2 separate regions of the Mus musculus genome follow, and region 2 is linked to region 1. The links are chromatin contacts, called in public HiChIP or PLAC-seq maps. All regions are on one chromosome and are shown on one strand. The core of a region is the stretch at or near the end of the contact, and the rest is flanking DNA. Distances in the headings are between cores, read along the strand shown. Region 1 overlaps Kcnq1 (potassium voltage-gated channel, subfamily Q, member 1). Region 2 overlaps Osbpl5 (oxysterol binding protein-like 5).

Region 1 (6,155 bases), core at 919-3,418:
TGTTATGAGAGGACATAGCTCCTGGTTACTGCTGAGGGGAATGGCCCAGGTTCTTTTCCAGAGAACTAGGTTTCTGTAGTTCTTAGTTTGGGACTTGGTCTGGAGAGCCTGGGCCAAAATGGCTCCTATGCTGAGAAGGGCCTGTGTGTCAGAACATTCCCCTGGGAGGCCTCCCAAGTACAAGTCTATATATGCACTTACGTGAATGTATTCACATATGCACAGACCCATGTATTCAAATGGACACATTCCTATATATAGCTGTGTCTTCAGGTAAGTGTGTGTTTTGTCTGAGCATGTGTGAGAGTGTAAGTGGACATTTACATGTGTAATATCCATATTAGGCCTTGTGCTTGGTTTTGTGTATTCTTGTGCACTTGTGAATGAATGCATTGTATTGTGTATCTTCATGTGTAGCTATGTTCATGCCTACGTGTAGATGGTACTGTATGTTCATGTGTCAACACATGTTCACATGTGTGTGGGCCTGTGAATGCACCTACTCCATTTCTCATCTGGTAGCTCCAGACTTGGGGTGGTTACCCCAGTAATTTTTGGCTTAGGCTCCCTTTCCTGGTGGCTTCTGCTGCCTCCCTCAGGCCAGGCTCTTTCTGGGGCCTGCTTGCCATCTTGTGGCTACTTTTGGAATTGTGAACACAGATCCAACAACCCTAAAGCAAAGGCAGGCGTGGGTGGGACCCACCCCTCCTCCATTCCCTCAGTGTGAGCGGGTCCCCACTCCCAAGGCAGCCCCTCCCCAGTCTGTTCTGCTTCCCAGAAGTGGCTCTTTGTCCACCACTGTGAGGGCAGTGACCTCATTACCTCTTTTGTCCCCTTCTCGTTCCCTGGACCCTCCCTGCCCCACAACAGCTAAGAAGAGATTTTATAGGACAAAAACCTGAGTGTCCCAGACGCTCCCTGGGTGGTTTGGGATAATTTCCAATTTCTCCCTCATGGTCTTCAGAGTGTCACACATTTAAGCATACACCCCCCCCCATCTCCAAACCTCCCTTCCCTCCCCATCTCTCCCTCCCAACTGCCTCAGGACCTTTGCACAAACACTATATATATCCAGCAGGGTTGCTTTCCTACTATTAGGACTGACCTCCGGTCAACGCTGCACACTCCCTTCTGGAACTCCCCTCTGCTCTTTTCTGGGCAACCTGGATGTGATGATGGGCTTCTTTGAGTAGGCTCACATCTCTTTCACACTTTTCTACTATGCAGAGGGAGGCTCAACACCCCGGCTGCTCAGAGTGTATATATGGAGTAGGATACAGAACCCCCTTCTTTTTAAGTCTTGTTCCCAGGCATGCCCCCTAAGGATACAATGATACCCCTGAACCTCAGTGTCTCCAACTGTAAAGTATAGGGATGAAAGTATAGTTGGCTTTAGTCTTAACCTCCCCATTTGGCTTTGCCACATTATTTTAAAGCCTCTCTCTCCCTGCCGCCTCCTGTGTGTGTGTGTGCTCGAAATGCCCACAGAATCCAGAAGATAATGTGGCAGATCCCCTAGAGATGGAGTAACAGACGATTGTGAACAGCCCAACATGCGTACCCAACCAAACTTAGAACCTCTGCCAGCGTAGCAAGGGATCTTAACTGCTGAGCCATTGTCTGTCCCCAACTTTGCCATGTTCGTAAGCTGTATCCTCACATGCTAGCCTTTAGAGGCCATACCTTCCAGGATTTGAGCTGGCTGTGTCTAGTGGCTTACTTCAGAGTCATGACCATGGTGTTGGGGAAGCAGATGTGAGGCTGGCGTGTGTCCAGCCTGGACATATGGACCAGTGAAGAAGTGTATGGCTCAAAGGACCTTGTATATAGGGTGGTGATATTTTCCTAGAAGACATGATGATTGGTCAAAGGGTTAGGTAAGGAGGAGTTGTGTGCTGTTGCAGATGGCTCATGGCCTCCGAAAGGTGCATGTGTCCTAGGCCCACGCAGATATCATGGTTGTGGATTCCAGGCCTCTAGGGTGAGAATGGCTGTTGGAGCCTCAGGCTGGGGGACATAGTGTAGAATGCAGCTGCTACATGCTGTGGACGGGAGTTGGGTGAAAAACAAAGATGTTTATTTCAGCCTTTGAGCTAAGGACAGGGCAGCCTCTGACGAGCTGTGGAGACACCAGGTGGCGCTCTTGTAACACACATTCCAGCAGCCCTTGGGCCGAGCCCAGAGTGCCGAGCGCGGGAGCCCAAACCACAGCCCGCGGTGCCCCACGGGGGCCCAGGGCAAGGGAGCTCTGTGAGGGATTCTGGGAGCACATTGGGTAAATGGTGGAGAAGAAGTCACGCGAGGCTGTGTTCCCCAACCCCAGCGCCGGTACTCCTGCCTCAGCGCCTGGCTTTCGTGGTGCCAGAGCCCTGTTATCTCAGCCAGGGCCAAGGAAGCCAGGCGGCCTCCGAGGGATTAAGCATTCTGCTGAGCCAGGCATATTCTGTGGGTCTGAAAAGCTGTTCTTGGAGAAAACTGGGCCCTGCCAGGCCAGGGTCTGGCTAGAACTTTGATCAGGGGTGTTATAGGTGTGCTTGGCCTTGAAACTTGTTTGTGGCCCCAAGGAGGACACCCCCCCTCCCGCCGCCCAGCCCCCAATCCGGCCTCTGAATCTAGAGCAAGCTGTATGTACATCTGTAGACGTGGCGCACATGTGTGTGCACGCCGTGTACGTGCAAGTCTGCTGAATGTGCATGCACGCCGCCAAACCCACCCACCCCTCCTTGCAATAGGAGACCCTGGCCAGGCCCAGGTGCAGGGCTGTTTTTTGTCTCTCAAACCCCAGCTTGTTTTCAAATCCCACACAAAGACAGCTGCATTGAAAAAGTCCTAGCACACACTCCAGCTCCGTGAGCCCCACAGCCCGCATACCAGGGAACTGTCCCGCCATGCCTGCGGTTAAAACCCGTGAGCCGCGCGGCCGGAGGCCTGGGGGATGAGGTCATCTCTCCAGTTTCCTCCCTTACTGTGAGGCTCCCTGGCCCCGCAGGGGCGACCCACCTCCCTGCAGCTGGACCCTTCCTGGCCCGCCCTTGCTTTCTGTAACTCTCTTGGCAGGCCTCAGTTTCCCAGGGGCAAAATGAGATCCGGTGGGCTCTCTGAGCCCTTAAAACAGCCCTTGCTGGGTCCTACTTTCAAGTGGAACAGGGTCAGCTCCCCAGGTCCCAGACCCTCGTTCACACTCAGCAGGGCCTCACATGTTCTTGCATTCGTTTTCACACCCTTTCCTGCCAGTGGAGACTTTATTGGCGTTAAATTCAGCGCCTAGCTTCATGTCTTGGTGCTGTGTCTAGGTTTTGCTTTGGTTTAGTTTGTTTTCACGGTCTATCTGTTGTAGAGCTTGCTCTTAGCTCTCCATCTTCTGTTGCTTGGAGTCACAGCGGGTGTTCTGTTTTTTTGGCTGAGACACGCCTTGGGTTGTACCTAGTGTACCGTTGCTGCTTGCACTGTATTTGGCCATGTGTCCCACTGCCTGGTCTGTTGTTCTGTCTGAGATCTCTTATGGGGGCATTAATATCACACCTGTTAGCTGCACTCGTGAGAGTCAGTATGCTTACTCTATCCCTGTCCCTGAAGACTAGTTTGCAGCCGAGGGAAGAAGACTTCTGCAGGTTGAGTCACTGCTGCAGCAGCACAAGGTCAGGAGACCAGCAGGGAGCTTGAGTTTTCCACCACCAAGCCCAAGATCTGACTTCCTGTGGGGCCCCAGCCCCCTGCTTGGAGAGATCTAGTTCTCAGGGCTCTTTAGAGATGCTGTCCAGCTAACCGTGTACCCAGTAGTGTTGCCAGCTCTCTCCTGGGCTCCTGGGTCCTCTGAGGAAACATTGTGTCCCTCTCAGGACTAGAACTTACTTTCTTTCTTTCTTTTTTTTTTTTTTTTTTGTTTTTTGTTTTTTGTTTTTTGTTTTTCGAGACAGGGTTTCTCTGTATAGCCCCGGCTGTCCTGGAACTCACTTTGTAGACCAGGCTGGCCTCAAACTCAGAAATTCGCCTGCCTCTGCCTCCCAAGTGCTGGGATTAAAGGTGTGCTCCATCACTGCCCAGCTGGACCAGAACTTTCTACGTCCTCAGCACACAAGGTTCCTATTGCCCCAGCTGTCATTTTGCCACTTTAAAAGATATTCCCCACGAGATGCCCACCTTTTTTGATTGAGTTGTTTTCTCCTACATTCATTGAGGAAGAGAGTAGCTGTGAAGCTCCAACTGTGTTTCAGGCTGTGTGCTAATGGGACAAGGGCTTCAAGTTCCTACCCAGAACTCACACCTTGGGGTCCTGTAGACATGGAAGCCACATGCCATCTGCGTGTAGTCCCTGGAGGGCTGTTGGGGATAATGGAACAGACATGGGCTCAGCTCTGCTTGTAGCCCCCAGGGCATCCAGAGGCTTGGGGGACTTGGGGGTACTCTCCCGAACTGTTGGTGCCTCTCTCCAGGAAGACAGCTGCTCTGTGGCTTAGTCTAGGTGGGAGGATGTCACACCTAGTCTGGGGATGGGTGGGTGACATGGGTGAATGGATGGGGCTGGGCTGCTTCTAAGGACCTCAAGATCTCCAAGCTGTGCAAAAAAAGTCCCACTGGTTGGGCACAGAGCTTATATGTCCTGCTGGATTGCTAGAAATGCCTGCTATGTTGGGGCGCAGCAAAGCCTTTTGCCTCCTACCTGCCCAGCATCTTTCACATGCTGTTATGGTGCCCATGAGCTGGGGCAGGAACGGTGGGCGGATCCCAATATCTTCTCCATTTCAGCTGCTAGAGAATGTAGGGGTTGGCTGGAGTGCTGAAACCCTGCCTGCTAGGGGCTAAGAAGGGCATGGTAGCACATAGCCAGCAGGCTTGTGGACTCCTCTGTGGTTTGGTTGGTTGTTTTCCAAACCAGGATAGAGACTGTGTGGCCCTTAAAACCTACAGCACGTGTTTTATGGCCTTCGAGAAAGTTGTCCAATCCTCATTCTGTTCAGAAGGAGAATGTGCAGAATGGTGGTTGCTGGTATGCTTTATTTTATTGTTGTTGTTGTCGTTCTGAGACAACACCTTGTGTAGTTCAGAGTGGCTCCAAACTCAAAGAGCTCTACCTGCCCCTGCCTCCCTAGTGCTGAGATTGGAGGCATGTGCCACCACATCTGGCAACTTTGAATGGCCTTGAACTCCTGACCCTCTTGGTTTCTAATGATCCATGGACACTAAAATGGCACTTAAGTTGCAAATGTGTCTGGACCACATGGGTGTGCTGCACTGTCCCACACTGGTCTTTGCGGCTCAGGATGGCTTGTGGATACTTTGGTTTCACAGTGTCTTTCTTCTGTATTTCCATGTTGACACACACGACACTTGTTCTTAGTTCATGCCACTTCAGATGACTCTGCCTGGGGCCACTAGGTGGTTTTCTCTACTCCATCTGTGTCACTTTTCTCTCTCTTTAAATACATCTTGTGGGGCTTTCCAAAGATGCTGGGACTATGTCCCTGTCCCTTATCTTTAGAAAGTCAGTGTATGCTCCTAGAAGAAGGCGCTCTCCCTCGTTACTGTAATAGTTGGCTTTAATGGTCAACTCAACAAACCTAGGATTGCTTGGAAAGACTCCCAGTGGGGGATGGTCTGCATTGGGCTGATCTGTGGGTGTGTTTGTGGGGTAATTGTCTTAACTAAGTTAATTGATGTGGGAAGCCCACTGTGGATGGTAGGACCTCTTGGTCTGACTGGTAGGGGAGAACTGAAGCTGAGCACAAGCAAGCAAGCAAGCAAGTATGCATTCTTTGCACTCTGCTCTCGACTCTGACTGAAGTTCCCACTTGGACTTCCCCGCAACAATGGACTGTAACTTGGAATTGTAAACTGAAATACAGCTTTTCTCTTCCTTTCCTTTTATTGCTTTTATTTTTGAAAGTAGGATGCATGGGACATATCTGGGAGGGTGGAAATGGCAGGTCAGGCCTTCTCTATCACAGTGGACACAGTTTAGGAGCCATGGATCCTAGGTCCTCAGGTTTATGGGGTTTAAACTGGCCATCACCCTGCCCTGGAGGCAGCGGCTTCCTTTTACAAGGCCTGCACACTGTAAGAGCAGGAAAGCCAGCATCCTCAGCTGCCACCAGATTTCCTGAGCCTCCTAGGCCTTAGCGTGGAGGGTCTTGCAGGACATAGCTCTGGTGTCTGCA
Region 2 (6,155 bases), core at 1,783-4,282, 560 kb after region 1:
CAGGGCAGCAGAAAGCAGGGGTCCCAGAATGACCAAAAAACGAGACGGTGAGCTGAACACCAGCATTCACCTCTGCCTCCTGACTGTGGGGGTAATAAGAGTGACTGCCTCAGCCCTGGCAGCCGTATCTTCTCCTCCCTGACCATGATCGACTGTGCCCCTGAACTATGAGCCAAAATACATTCTCCTTCCCTTAAGGTGACTTTATCAGCCGTTTTATCCCAGCATCGAGAAAACTAACAGAGTTTTGGTGGCAGCTAGGACATGGTAGTGTCAAGTTCCTAGGCTGTATCACCCATATCTCCCACGATGATCAGAATGGACACTCCTTGGCCACCATCAAGGGCTCATCTCTAGGAGACTGTGGTAGAGAGGTTCACTGGTTCTGGGGGAGGTATGTCTCGAGGGTCAGTGCGTAGGCCAGCTACAGATGGGAGCCAAGCATCTGTACCTGGGCCCACGGCTCGCTTCTCAGACCCAGAAGAGTAATCTATAAATCATGGAGCTGGAAGGAGCCACAACCCCACACAGACAGAGAAACTGAGGTCCAGGGTGTGGAGCCTGAACATGGTCTAAAAGCCACAGTTTGGGGATGGCAAACTGTGCCCCAAACCCCACATGCCACCTGCTGATGTGTCCCTGGGTTCTACAGGTGTAATGTATGTGATCCTGGCAAGCTGACACATGCTGTTTGAACTCACTGAGAAGCTGGCCCTGGGAATGAGGCTGCACCCTACCCCCATTTCAGACCATGTGTGTTTGCCTCGGTATTACCAAGGCCCCTGATCTGTGGATGGCTGCTCCCTCCCCAACTCTGTGACAGGGTGGGAAGACAGTAGCCCTAAAGAATTCAAGTGCTGTGCCTTTGAGAACAGCTGGAAGGGGACCATTTCTAACGGAGGAGGTTACTGTTATTGAATGTCATAAGTGTCTACAGTGAGAGCAAAGGCCCAGAACTCAGCTATGGACAGAAGGCACAGTTGGGAACTGCAGCTGTGTGTGTAACTCAAAGACAACTTGCAGGAGTAAGCTCTCTCTTACAGTGTGGATTCCAGTGATTGAACTCGGGTCATCGGGCATGCTGGCAATACCTATTGAGCTGTCTCATTGGCTTATACATGCACATTAAATGCTTACATGCCTCTAATTCTAGCACTCAGGAGGCAAAAAGAGGCTGATCTCTGTGAGCTGAAGGCTAGCTTGGTCTGCATAATGAATTCCAGACCAGCCAAGGCTACCCAGTAAGAAGACCCTGTCTCAGAGACAAACAAACCAATCACAGCAAGCAGCTCAAGTCACTGGTATTACCCGAGGCTGGCACAGCAAGGCTCAGAAGCAACAATGTAGCAAATAAGAAGCCAAGCTGGGACTGAACCTGGTAGTCCCCCTTCAGAGCAGCATCCTCTTAGCTACATAGGGACATTACAGATGGCCAGAGGGAGTGCTGGGGGCTGGGGGCTGCGCAGAAGCAGTCTCGAGCTGAGAATAGTGATGAGCATGTGTCAGGTAGCAGGCCTCTAGGGACAGGCCCTGTTAGGACTCTGCGGACTGCTCCTCAGCCTGACCCGATCCTCTCTCTCCACATTTCTCTTCCTCAGTCCCCGAGTGGCCTGCCCAGAACGAGGACAGCTCTGACCACAGGGGTGGTGACATGCTCAGGGTTTAGACAGTTCAAGCTCACAGCCAGTTCTGTGGTGAGCTGTTTGTCCGAGCACCCTTGTGGGGCAGCTAACTCAGCTCCTGCTCAGACTAGCAGCTGGTGTTTGTCAAGAACTATGAAGAGATGGACAAATAACAGGATGGTTTCACTTGAAACACTAGTCTGATGGTGAGCCTAGCCTTCAGTGCCTGAGCCATGTCTTCGGCCCAATAATACTATTCACAGGAAGATAGGACTCAGTGGTTAAGAGCCCTTTAGAGGACACAGGTTCGATTCCCAGCATCTACTTTGTGGCTCACAATCCTCTGTAACTCCAGTTCCAGGAGATCTGATGCTGTCTTCTGGCCTCCTAGACTACCAGGCATGCAGGTGCTACAGAGGCAAAACATCCACACATAGAATAAGTCAATCTGATTATTTACACTATTTACAGCCGTGAGACTGACCTCTGCCGCCAGCTTTTCACCAGACTGGCCTGAACCAGCTGTGCTTGTTTTAGGCCACAGAGGAAGAAGGAAGGCAAGCCAGGGGCCTGGGGCAGAGCAGCCACTGCATCCTGGGAGGCAAGGCCAAGGCCGCTCTGAGGGAGTGGTCAAGTCAGCAGAGAGCCTGCTGGGCACTGCAGAAGGGATTCCCCCAGCAGGCTGTGCTTGGCATGTTGCCTGCACACCAGAGACCCCCAGACACTTGTGTGTCCTCATGTATCCCTGGCAACACAGGAACACTTAGGAAATGGGACGGTCCTTCAGAAGTGGGGATTTTGAAATCTTCCTGGAACTCCGCAGCCTATAAAAATGACTTAAAAGCTGAAATTGGAGACTCAGTGGGTAAAGCACTTGCCATACATGCGTGCAGGCTAGAGTTTGGATCCCTAGAAACAAGCCGTGTAAAAGCAGGGCAGATGTTGTGACCACTTGTAATCCCAACAATTGAGGGGTAGAGTCGGGATTCTGGAGTGGGCTGGCTAGCAAGACTAGCCAGAATTGTTACCAGGGAGAGATCGTGCCTCCATAAATAGAATGGAAAGCAATAGAGAACAACCTGATATCGGCTTCAGGTCTCCCCGTGCATGCACACACACCACCTATACCATGCAAACTACACATACCACACATACCTATAATAAGATAAGAAACTGTAATTGAAACAACCTCCAAATGAGAGAAAGCATTTACAAACCACACATCTGAGAAGGGCTGAGGATTCAGAATATATAAAGAACGCTTGCAACACAACAAGAAAAAAATGGACAACCCGATCAGGAGATAAGTGAAAGATTTGCAGATGCACATGATGCCATGCTGAGCTGAGTCAACCCGGAAACCGAACCACACTGAGATGCCAATCAGGAAGGCTAGAGTCAAAACAGAATAGAAACCACCAGTGCTGGCTGGGGAGGACTGAGGGAGGGCAACCTGTGTTGTGCCGGTGTTCACTAAGTGCACGGGAGTTTAACAGTTCTTCAAAAATTAAACACAGAATGTTTTAGAAGTCCATAATTGCCTTAGTACTTGGCAACTTCACAAAGGACTGTAGCCCAGATACATATGCACATGGGTACCCACAGCAGCTGTTTACTACAGCTGAAGAGTGGAAACCACCGGGAAGTGGCAGCAGAGGGGACAGCAGAGTGTGGAAGGAAGAACGAAATCTAATAGCTTGGAAGGTCTCCCTAAGCAGAGGGGCTTCCTTCTCCCCAAATAGTCCTGGCTGGCAGGAGTCCCATTTTCAGGTTCACTGGGCTATGCTAAGCACCTAATAAAACAAGAGACACAGCTGCCTGAACCCCATGCAGATAGCGGGCAGCCTGAGAGCTGACGCCTTTCCTCATCTAAGTATGGGGACCTCAGGTTCAGCCAGCACCCCGCTGTCCCTTGACCTAGGCTCCCTGCCTCCTGGCCCTCCCTCAGCCTGGCTCTTACCAGTGGCACCTTCGTGGCGGAGCCTGGGGTCTGGGGCTCTTCATCTCTGGGTTGTGATGGGCCGTTGGACTCCATGTCCCTTCCTGGAAGACAGTGGGTAGGCAGGACTCAGAGAGGCAAAAGTGCACTATAAAGGCTGCCTGGGAGGGGCAGGAAGCCACAAGAGTGGTGTGGCTCTGAGAGGTGGAGTGAGCTTCAGTAAAGGGTCCCAGGGGCTCTGGTCAGCACTCACAACCACTGAGAGGAAACAGGGGAGGAGCTAGAGGAAACAAGGGCAGTTGGGCCAGGGGTGTGTGTGTGTGTGTGTGTGTGTGTGAGAGAGAGAGAGAGAGAGAGAGAGAGAGAGAGAGAGAGAGACTTAGGCTCTTGGATCTCCAAGGAAACATGGCGCCCAGGTTCAGAGGCACAAAATACACAACTCTGGCAGTTCCATAGTCTTGCTCCAGATTAGATGAAGAGGTGGGAGGAAGGCTTGGCACCAGGACCCCTGCCTGGCCTCCCTGTTCTCTGTAGCTTAAAGGAGAGAGAGAGAGAGAGAGAGAGAGAGAGAGAGAATGAATAGTGGGGTGGTCCAAAGCCAGTCCCAAGTGTGATTTGACCGCTCTCCCTTGCTGATGCGGGTGAAGGGCCTATGATTTAGAACAGAGGCCATGAATCTGTGGTGGTGGTGGTGGTGGTGGTGGTGGTGGTGGTAACTCTTCCTGTTGAAGCTACAGGCCAGGGATGGGTATGACGGGAAGGAACAGCTGGGAGGCTGGGGGCTCTGCAAACCACTTCCCAAGAGCTCTGGGAAGGGCTGGGTGGAGCTGAGCAGTAGAGATATTCTCTCCGGAAAAGCCAGGGTGGTGACCCAAGAAAGTATTTCTACCTACAGGTCAGAGAGCAGCAACCACTTGAGGTCACCTAACATCCCAGTCTGGTGACCCCCCCATGTGACCAAGTTTCAGGAACTACTACTCTCTGCCCATACAGCCCCCTGACTCAGACCTTGGAGCTGGGGTGGGGATGGGCAGCTGTCCACTCTCAGAGGCCACATGCGGGAAGGTGGACTCTGGGTAGGGAGGGGTGAGCAGAGGTGTCACGTCAGGTGAGACAGGCCAGCACTAGCTCTGCTCTTTCCACCATACATATCCTGTGCACACCCCTGCTCCGGGAACCTGTCATCGCTTCCATTCTCTGAAGAAGGCCTGGAGCCTCCCAGTCCTTACATGGCCCAGCCAGTTGTCCTACAGCTCAAGATTCCAGAAAATGATCACTAACTGAAGCTTGCCATTCCCACCTTTCCTTCCCACCTCCCCTACTGGGACCCATCGATCGATCAATCGATCAATTGATCAATCGATCCTCTCCTCGCCTGTTCCTGCAGCCTAGGTGAGTGAGGGCCACGGGCCACTAGGTATCAACCTTCCTTGTATCCCAGTGACTGTCCAGAGTGCCCTCCCCATCCAGCCTCAGTTTCCCCTTCTGGTGGCTGAGATTGTTGACATGACTTCTAGCTCTCCTTCCCTGTCACGGCCTTCCGCCTGTCCTCACGGAGGGCTGGTGTCTTCTCCACACTGGGTATCCAGCAGTGGAAGGTAGAAGAGGGAAGAGGGGAAGGCAGGGCTGAAGTCCACTGGAGCAGTATAATCCCATCTTCCATTCCCAAAAGGAAGGGCTAAGTTCTCTAATGCCACTGCCACCCACAGGCTAGAGAGGGCTCTAACCTGGGTGGACGGGCCTGGAGTCCATCAGAACATTCTTTGTGGTGGGGCCCAGATTCCAGGACCCAGAACTTTATCCACAAGTGGCATGGAAGTAGCATGGACTGAAATGTTTCTTCCTAGGATTCAGGACTGCTTGGGAAGGTGCTGATGTCTCCATTTTATTAACAAGTAAACTGAGCCCCAGTAAGTGGTCTGCAGGTACTTAGCCATGACAGCAGGGCTAGGGTCAGGTGCCTGTCCCCACAGCCAGTGTTTGGGATAACTGATCTTTATCATCTCTAAGTTAGAACCTCACCAGCAGACATGGTCCTTCAGTGTGCTGTGAACCCTTTGCCCACAACAATCATAGTCCCATTTGTGTGACTCTCTCACTGGCCATGAAGGTACTAGATGGGGTGGAACACTAGCTAAACTCTCAAACTGCAGAGCCAGGAGGACCCCAGATCCCCATGGCTTGTACCAACCTGGGGTGATGGGACCAAGCTCATTTTCGCAGCCCAGAAGCAGGTTCCGTGGGACTTTCCGGGGGTCAGTCTTCTGTGGAGTAGAAGCTGGTGGACACAGCGAGAAACGGCGCCGGAGAAAGGCCTCCTCCTTCATGGTGTGGGTGCTGGGGGGCTTCTGAAAGGAAGAAGCAGGGACATATGGTCAGACCTCATCTAAGGCTAGGGGGAGTGTTCTGGTATGTCCACAGAGAGGTCAAGGGAGGGCAGACCAGGTGGCCCCGAAGAGTGAGGAGGCAAGATAACAGGAGGCTGGGTGTCCCTGGGGTCTGCTTGTTCTATTTTTAGGACATATGAGGTTTCTGGCCCTGCCTGAGTGTCTGTGGTCCCAAGACTCAAAGTCCTGAACAGTGAGAAGGTACAG

What was found. HiChIP or PLAC-seq counts read pairs in DNA pulled down with a chosen protein or histone mark.
Region 2: an H3K4me3 HiChIP or PLAC-seq map of bone marrow-derived macrophages shows a contact between it and region 1, with 4 times the contacts expected there. The contact joins two enhancer-like sites. A contact is called at or near these places in 2 of 115 datasets of contacts at active chromatin or transcription factors (astrocytes and bone marrow-derived macrophages) and 1 of 9 other capture datasets (embryonic stem cells).

The regions. Positions count from the first base shown.
Region 1 is chr7:143,151,868-143,158,022 of GRCm38.p6, forward strand. The region is part of intron 2 of Kcnq1 (potassium voltage-gated channel, subfamily Q, member 1); the gene reads left to right. Among named protein-coding and RNA genes, the nearest start is that of Gm28821, 14 kb to the left of the region's middle. Within about 2 kb of position 2,169, at least 105 of the 459 cell types and tissues checked have an H3K27ac peak or open chromatin away from gene starts, as enhancers often do. A contact at or near this core is called in bone marrow-derived macrophages, where this site is marked.
Region 2 is chr7:143,709,914-143,716,068 of GRCm38.p6, forward strand. It overlaps Osbpl5 (oxysterol binding protein-like 5), which reads right to left. Exons shown (of 22, transcript NM_001199227.1): 2 at 5,753-5,909; 3 at 3,583-3,665. The coding sequence starts at 5,888. Among named protein-coding and RNA genes, the nearest start is that of Tnfrsf23, 27 kb to the left of the region's middle. Within about 2 kb of position 3,033, at least 60 of the 459 cell types and tissues checked have an H3K27ac peak or open chromatin away from gene starts, as enhancers often do. A contact at or near this core is called in bone marrow-derived macrophages, where this site is marked.